Regions from separate parts of the Zea mays genome. Here region 1 is linked to region 2. A link is a contact called in public Hi-C data. All regions are on one chromosome and are shown on one strand. The core of a region is the stretch at or near the end of the contact, and the rest is flanking DNA. Distances in the headings are between cores, read along the strand shown.

Region 1 (4,089 bases), core at 1,194-3,693, 190 kb before region 2:
AGGGGTTCACGTTGGAGGAGGGCGGCGTCCCTCCCTAACGTGCGCAAGCGTGCTTGGCGGCGGCGGCGGCACAGCCATCAACGCCGGGCTGTACTCCCACGTGCACCCGGAAGGATGGCCGGAATGGCATCACAACTCCAGCTTGCAACAAAAACCTCTTTCAGAGTTGATTTGTCGCAGAACAGGGTCCTCAGCTGGTGCGAACTACTTCTGGGCCCTTGTGGTAGTTTGGATAGAGATGTCTGTATGATGACTGCGCATCGTTACATTGCGGCGTTGCAACCCACCTTAAGTCATCGTAGGTTGTAGCTTTGACAAATAGAAATTTGCACGAGTCGATTGCATATACCAGAAACATTGCCTATAGTCCTTTTAAAGCTTTATTATTAGTAAACTCTGGATCGTCAATGGTGTCTTTTGGATCTCCTGATGCCGTCACTATTCCTCTGCAAGATTTGAACCCAAAATAAAGACGATCATGCTAAAACCTTTTCCTGAATTGGTTTCTGTTCATTCAATTCTCCTAAAAAAAGGTTCCGGTGAATAAGACTATGTATTTATTTGGCAGAATGCATTTTGCATCCAATTTTTGTCATTGGACTGTTTTGTACAAGTATAGTATTTTAGCTCTTTGGAGTTTAACTTTTTTTTCTTTTTGTCCTGCGCAACTTCGACTGAACAAACCACTTCCATTTTGTTGTATTGGCCAGCTGTGCGCCGTGGAAGGTCTCCACGACCAACAGTTGCAGCAATTGGTGTCGTGTACCAGGACCGTCTCCTCGATCAGCGTCAAGCCCTCCTGCGCCCAGGTGGGAAGATTATACTTTCAGTTCTAATTTGAAAACTTAAATTCCCTCTGGAATTTCCGAGAATTAAGAGAAAAATAAACTATTTTTTTTCACTCAATCCCCGTAATTCGTGGAAGTGATTTAAGTTTTCAAACTAACCCTCAGCAGTTGCGCTGGGGAATCCCCAGTTGCTGCTTCTCAGTGGCATCGGCCCGGCTTCTGATCTCTCCAACCTCGGTACCCCTATTTCTGCTGACATCCCTGATGTCGGCAAACATATGTACGACAACCCTCGCAAATGGCATCTCCTTCATTCCGCTTATTATGGGTGTGCGTCATGTGGCAGAATGAAGTGCTTGAGGACAGAGCGTTGGACGGATTTCGTCCAGCAGTTGGATCGACGAGAATGAAAGAGGGTCCGGACTTCAGGATTGTTGGGACAGCACTGCCGGTTGACTGGAGAACAAACGATAGAGCTCTAGCAGATTGCTGTCAGCAGACCACACATGCTACCGATTTTCAGATCAGAAGTTTATTATGGATAAATATTAGAATACAAGTAGATGATCAGATGCTTGCTTCTTTGTGAGATTTTTTAGGAGTTATAGGATAATGCAAAGGCTTCAAAAAAAATTTTAGTGTCATTTGTGCATATAGCTGCTCTATGCCTCCATATAGCTGTTTTGCTAACCATGTTATAGTAGAAGTTAACAAAATAACTGTACTTTTTTACATTAAACAGATATTTGGGGATGAAGATGATTGAGGAGAGACACAGTAGGTGGCCGGTTATTATGCCTCCATAGCCCGCCAACACCTGAAGATTCATCCACCAGCTAGCAAACATTTCAATTAACATGTGTCCTCGCTGTGGTCGATGGCTCCCAGCTGGGCTCTCCCGCCACCATTAGTCGACCTCTTTTCTGCACTCGCTTTGTTAGGCATGTCACTGCCTCAGCTCGCCACCTTTGCTCTTATTTCGTCTCCTTTAATTATCACTCGTGGATGATGCAGCCCTCACCTTGCCGGGCTGCCCACAACTCATCGAGTCATCGTCGTACATGTGAGAAATGGGTTCTGCTTACAGCTCCAGATCCAATAATTAGAGATTTTGATTGAAATGACCTGTTATGTTGTTGAATTCATGAGCCCAAAAGAACACATGCATAACAACCATGGCATGCTCATCTTCCTTGCCATGGGGAACGACGTCCAGGTCCAACGTGTTGCAGGGCGGCAAAACCATGCAGGGGGGAGACAAGGTGGGGGTGCAGTGGCGGCTGATGTGGAACGGGCAAGTGCGAGGAAGGAGGGACGGGGCTGTTAGGGAATGTGAGTCTAACGGCCCATGCCGATCCATGTGCTAAGGGAAACAATACAAAGGAGCAGTGTTGTCACCAGGATGAGGTATCAAATTGTTAGAATGCTGTTGTTTATTTTCCTTCCCCAGTTTCCTCAATTCTTCCATGTATCCTCTATCTTTCTCTCTACGTTCTTCTAGACCCTTCAATGGAATCCAGGTTGTCGTGATCAGATGAAGAGGTGAGGTGGCACTGTGGCAGTTGGGTTTTGGACGGAGCGGACAGACGTGGAGCCGGGAGGAGGGGACAACAGAGCATGCATATTGCGCAGCGCTGAACGACAGGGCTAGGTGTGGGACATGGGACATACCGGCACGGCGGCACAAGCGCTGGACGACAGAGCCGTGAACGGAGGAGCCAGGCGGCGATTCAGGCTATCCGCAACCGTTACCCCTAAAAATTTTCCCCTATATCACTTTTTCCCCTATTCCCCCCCTATTTTTTCATCTCCCGCGGCAATTCCCCCTAAATACTCCCCTATACCCCACTACAACTATAAAATATCATTTTCTATATTAACTATCAATTTTTTATCTACTAACAATTACTCGTGGACCCACAGCATAGTGTTTAGGGTGATGAACAGTGATATGCTAAATCTGGGGGGAGAGATAAGGGTGCCGACACGTAGGGGGCGCTGTAGGGGGCACCGCTGCGGCCGTAGGATGCCCCCTACAGCCGGCATGCAAGGGGAGGGGGATTGCCAGGGGCAGCGTTGCGCACAGCCTCAATAGACGAGAAAATGAACATGGATTGTAACAAAATGAATGAGCAACCTCCGGGCATGCATAATGATCTTCAATCGAAAAAACTCAAGACATATTTCTTAGCGAAGACCATATCTTGGCTCTATATGCTCGAGGTGGAGACACTAACTAAACTTTAGTTAAGGAAACCGTATTTTAACCTGTCTTATACCTGTGTATTTGGAACATCCCTCAAGAGTTCAATTAGAGTCCATTTGGATACCTTTATTTTGAAGGAAATAATAAGGAAATAAAATTTATTTAATAAACTAGGTTATTTAGTTTAGAATTTGATATTCCACTACTTTTCAAAGTTTTGATCTAAGCTTACCCTAAATTCATAGAATAAAGGGAGGAAATTGATTTTATGCATCACTAGTATATATTTCTACTTTTCAACTTGTGACGCGCACTTTGGTTTGCTTGCCTCTAGTAAAAATGTAGACAAAAATACCTTCTCCGTATGGCTAACAATAGTATATGAATATATTTTATATAAAATTATATTATTTAATTTATCTATGTTTAAATTACGATTATTAAAATTGAATTCAATTCAAGGATCCAAACTTGGCCTTACCAAATTTATCGGTCTAGCCACTGGATTTGTCTTTTTTTTCTTTTATCTAAATTTTGTAGAGCTAAAACGTTTAGCTCCTGGATCTATATATGAACTCTTTCAATCATGTTCCAAACTATATGCATACGTAAACGGTTATTCTCAATGACAATTTGCTCTTTCTAGCACTGTCACATCATTAAAAGTGTGATAAAATTAAGAATGAAACAATGTCTTTCAATACAAAATTTTATTTCACTATTTCATAGACTAACATAACAATTAAATGTTGCAACTAAATAACCAATAAAAGTTAGTAAAATATGTGAAGATTAAACAAATCACTCTCAATGAAAATTACACACGGTTTCCATGACCTTGGAAACGGGTTGACATGGTTTCATCACCATGAAACTAATTTCATCACATGAAACTCATTCATATTAAATGCTATGCCATGCCATCTAAAATACAGATATGACACACTATTAAATGTGAATGAAACTATCGTTGAGAATAACATAAGGACATGCACAACCCCATTAATTAGAGAGCCTCTTGAGTGGTCTTTAAGAGGGCAAAGTGAAAAAAAACATAAGACGAGTTCTTCGTGAAGAGATCGTATTTATACGACT
Region 2 (3,973 bases), core at 1,438-3,937:
TTACCCCCTCCATAAAAAACAGATTCGTTTGGTAAGGTCCATTTATCTTAAAAGATTATATCTTAAATTTAATAGATTCCATCTTATCCTAATGAATCTACTTATCCTAGCCTAGATGGATAACCATAATTTGTAATCTAATCTAGTGAGACTTAGTCATATCCAGTCTAATCTAGATCCCATCTAATCTAATGTGACATCTATACAACAATCACTCATCATGCCAAAGACAACTAAATTAAACTTGTATTTGATCAATTTTATCAGAGATTATAGCGTGACACAAAACATGTGAATACGAGAGATTGTTTTTTTGTCGAATACGCAGGAGAGCTGCGCATCTTTGTTAATAGAAGAAGAGTGCGAACACAAATACAAAAACAAGAGCTGGCCAACCAGCTCAACACAGAGTCGACTACTCGCTCAGAATACAACCAAGGGCTTTCGCGCCCGCTCTCACCCACTCGCTAGCAACACCAAGAGCGGAAGAAACTACGGCGTCAACTGAGGATGCCTCACTCCGGAAGCACCTTGCATTTCTCTCTTTCCAAACTTCCCAAGTCACCAACGCAAAGAGAGAATCACCGCCCTTCCTGGCGCCCGGTGGCCACAGCTCCCGCACTCTTTGCCACCAACCAAGGACTGAACTGTAGTCCGTTAGCGACGGTCTGTGAAGCCCCAATTGCGACAAAATGCCATCCCAAACTCGAAGGGAGAAGCTGCAAGTGGCCAGTAGATGGTCGCAAGTTTCTTCCGCTGTATTGCAGAGGTAGCAAGTGGTTCTCGCATCGAGTCCGTGACGCCGTCGCCTGTCTGCGGTCCAGAGCCGCCTCCGCCAGGCAAGCCACAAGAAGATTTTGACCCTCAACGGCGCCCACGTCTTCCACACGATCGCGATCTCGGGTAGGTGGAGAGAGCCTTCATGGAGCAGCTGGTACGCCGATCGCACACTGAAATGGCCGTCAGACGACCAACGCCACAACAACCTGTCCGGGGTCGAAGGAGAAAGGTTGATCTCTCGCACAGCGTCCCACAGCTTCAGGTATTGAGAGATCGCCTGAACCGAAAATCCTCCCCTCAGTTCTCTGATCCATTGATTCCCTTGCAAGGCCACGACTACGGACTGTGACGATCTTGTCTGTTTGGCCACGAGGCCAATCAGCGCAGGAGTGATGTCTTCGACCGACGAACCGGCGACCCACCTGTCCTTCCAGAACAACGTCCGCTGCCCGTTGCCGACCTCAAAGTTCGCAGACGCATGGAACAGGCACCGGACTTCTGGGGCGACCTTCAGAGGTAGCTCCGTCCAGGCCCGGCCATCGTCCGCGGGATTGCGTTGAAGCCAAAGCCATCGAACCTGAAGAGCCAAGCCCATGAGGCGCAAATCCAATACTCCAAGGCCGCCGAACTCATACGGTCGTGCGACCACGGGCCAGGCCACGACGCATTGTAACCATTGTAAAGTCTTAACTTTTGTACCAAATGTAGTCTACGCAGAAATACAATTAGAAGCTAAAGCCACAAATTTCGTAATGGAGGATGTCGCACTCTACTAACCAATCGAACTGGAATTCAATTATATTGTAAGTCGAATAGGTAATGTAAATATATAAATGTTGTTAATACAAAAACAAAAATATAATAGTGTCGGATTAGATCAGTACTACGGGCCAAGGTGACAGCCTAGACACGACACGGCTCTCGTGTCAGACCGGTACGAGCCCGTTTTGAATAGTGTCAGCTTGAGCCACAACACTATTAAATAGATCGGTCCACCAAACTAGTCCTTAGAGAAAAAACTATCTGCAACGACTCTTAACCAGGCCGCTCAAAATAAATTGAGCCTGCATTGTGGTTGTTAATGGTAAGGCGTCGCTTGAGAATTGAGATGTTGCACGAAACGATTCTGGCACCACCACGAGCCTCGTCTGATTCGCGCAGGAAACCAGGAAACCTTACCGCCCTTGTCCTAGAGAGTGGAGACTATCAGACTAGACCTCAAAAGCCCAAGAACTCGGCTGGCGTGGCGTAGGCCAAGATTATATGATTCGGGTGAAGTGACAGACAGGTTATGGTGCTCTGCGGACGGCTGCGTCCGGCGGATTAGACCTTTCCGGCGAGCTGTCGGAGAAGGAAACGTCCTGTGCCAATGGCAAAGGCGAAGGCGACGGAACGCAGCACGGGATCGAGGCGGACTTGCACAGTGCGCTATCCTACAGCAAAACGTCGTGCTCCGGGCAGTTGCACTGCGTTGCGTTGGAGCAGCCTGCATTTGCTATACTAGCCTCCGAGATTCCGATCCGCTCTAGCTGCCTGCCTCCGCTCCACCGTTGCAACTGAAGACGACGATTGATGGCTCCGCACGTTTCCTAGTACACTGATGCACGTGAACTCTGTACCGGTACGTGCGGTGGGTTCGAGTGCCTGCTGGATGCCATATGGCAGCAATAGGCCCCATGTTTACTTACAGTCACACGACACGGCTAGTCTGTCCCCTGCCGTAAAAACGGCACTCCTACTACTACTGTACTAGCCGTGTCCTTCTGGGATCCCATATTCCCATAATCCCATCCCATTTAACTGCCGCCAGCTCGCCGCATGTCCTTTTGGATCCCATCAACCGTGCGACGCCGACCGTGCCCAGGTTTGCCTGGCTATAAGACCGGAGGTGGATCCGGACTCGCCTGCAGGGGTCGCGTCGCGTGGGGGAAACGCCGCCGAAAACCACTGGGTGCCCGCTCTCGCTCGGCACGTCCCGCGCGCGCCCACGCCCACGCCCACGCCCACGACTGGTCACAAGCGCTAGCCAGCGTTCTTCACGCGCCTCGCGCCTGCCTGCAGCCGCAGGGGAATCGATCGTGGCAAGGGCTTGCAGTCGCAGCTACTGGTAGCAGAGCGATGGCGGCCGCGGCGAGGGTGTCGGAGGTGAAGGCCGAGGGCCTCCTGCGGGGCGCGTGCGCGGCGCTGGCCGCGGCGGCCGCGCTGCTGGTGGGGCTCAGCACGCAGACGGAGACGGTGCTGCTCGTCAGGAAGAAGGCCACCGTCAAGGACGTCCAGGCCCTCTGGTAACTAGTACTAACAGCTTTCCGGATCACCGGCGCTGCTGCTGTGTCCGTGCGCATCGCATGGATTCTAACCTCTCTGCCCTGCCGCAGGGTGCTGGCCATGGCGGCCGCGGCAGCGGCGGGCTACCACCTGCTGCAGCTGCTCAAGTGCCTCTACCTCGGCCGCGTCGGCGGCGCGCGCCCCTGCCGCCGGAGCAGCAGGGCTCTGGCCTGGACATGCCTCCTGCTCGACAAGGTAAGTAAAGGGCCAACAGCTCCATCCGCGCTTCTTGCGCCATCTCCTTCCGATCAAAGGAAGTTTTTCTTTGGTTCCGCCTTTCCTTGCAAGAATCTTCGGATGTCCCCTTTTGGCCACTCTCACGATTAAATGACGACGTAAACCAATCAAATGGAATGAAACACACACCCATAGTAAATCAGACGAAACTGCTCAATCTGTGCAAACTTTAGAGTACAAAATACTTGTGGCTTGTTAACTTACTCGGTTCATGGCTAGCTTAACTCGACTTAACTAACTCGGTTCATTTCAATTTTATCAGGTTGAGCTAGCATATTAGCTCGGTTTATCAATGAGTCAGCTCGTTAGCTCTAACGAGCAATTATTTATTAAAAAACAAAGTCCGTATTTATATTAGATGAACTAATAAGTGATTGAACTTTGTTAAATCGGTGTTATATTGATGTGCTATATGAAATTGTAAATATTATTACTTTTTTAGTGTCAACTTGGTCTAGAATTAACTATTAATTAATTATATTGTTATATATATATATATATATTGTTTTTTGGATCGCAAGCTAAATGAGTCAGCTCGAGCTTATAAATATGTCGATTGGAGCTTGTTCTTTCACTCGTTTTCCTAACGAGCCAAACCAAATCAGCTCTCGTTACCTTAACGAGTTGTGCC

Evidence for each region. A called contact is a pair of places that touch in the nucleus more often than the background predicts.
Region 1: a contact with region 2 is called in a Hi-C map of ear, with 1.9 times the contacts expected there. The contact joins the enhancer-like site here to the promoter of LOC100284498 in region 2. A contact is called at or near these places in 7 of 25 Hi-C or Micro-C datasets (ear, endosperm, leaf and 3 more).

The regions. Positions count from the first base shown.
Region 1 is chr9:112,456,830-112,460,918 of Zm-B73-REFERENCE-NAM-5.0, reverse strand. No RefSeq gene overlaps it. Among protein-coding and RNA genes, the nearest start is that of LOC100502532, 85 kb to the left of the region's middle. Within about 2 kb of position 2,443, at least 4 of the 20 cell types and tissues checked have an H3K27ac peak or open chromatin away from gene starts, as enhancers often do. A contact at or near this core is called in ear, where this site is marked.
Region 2 is chr9:112,269,448-112,273,420 of Zm-B73-REFERENCE-NAM-5.0, reverse strand. LOC100284498 (CASP-like protein 2C3) reads left to right here and starts at 2,687. Exons shown (of 3, transcript NM_001366700.1): 1 at 2,687-3,065; 2 at 3,156-3,300. The coding sequence starts at 2,899.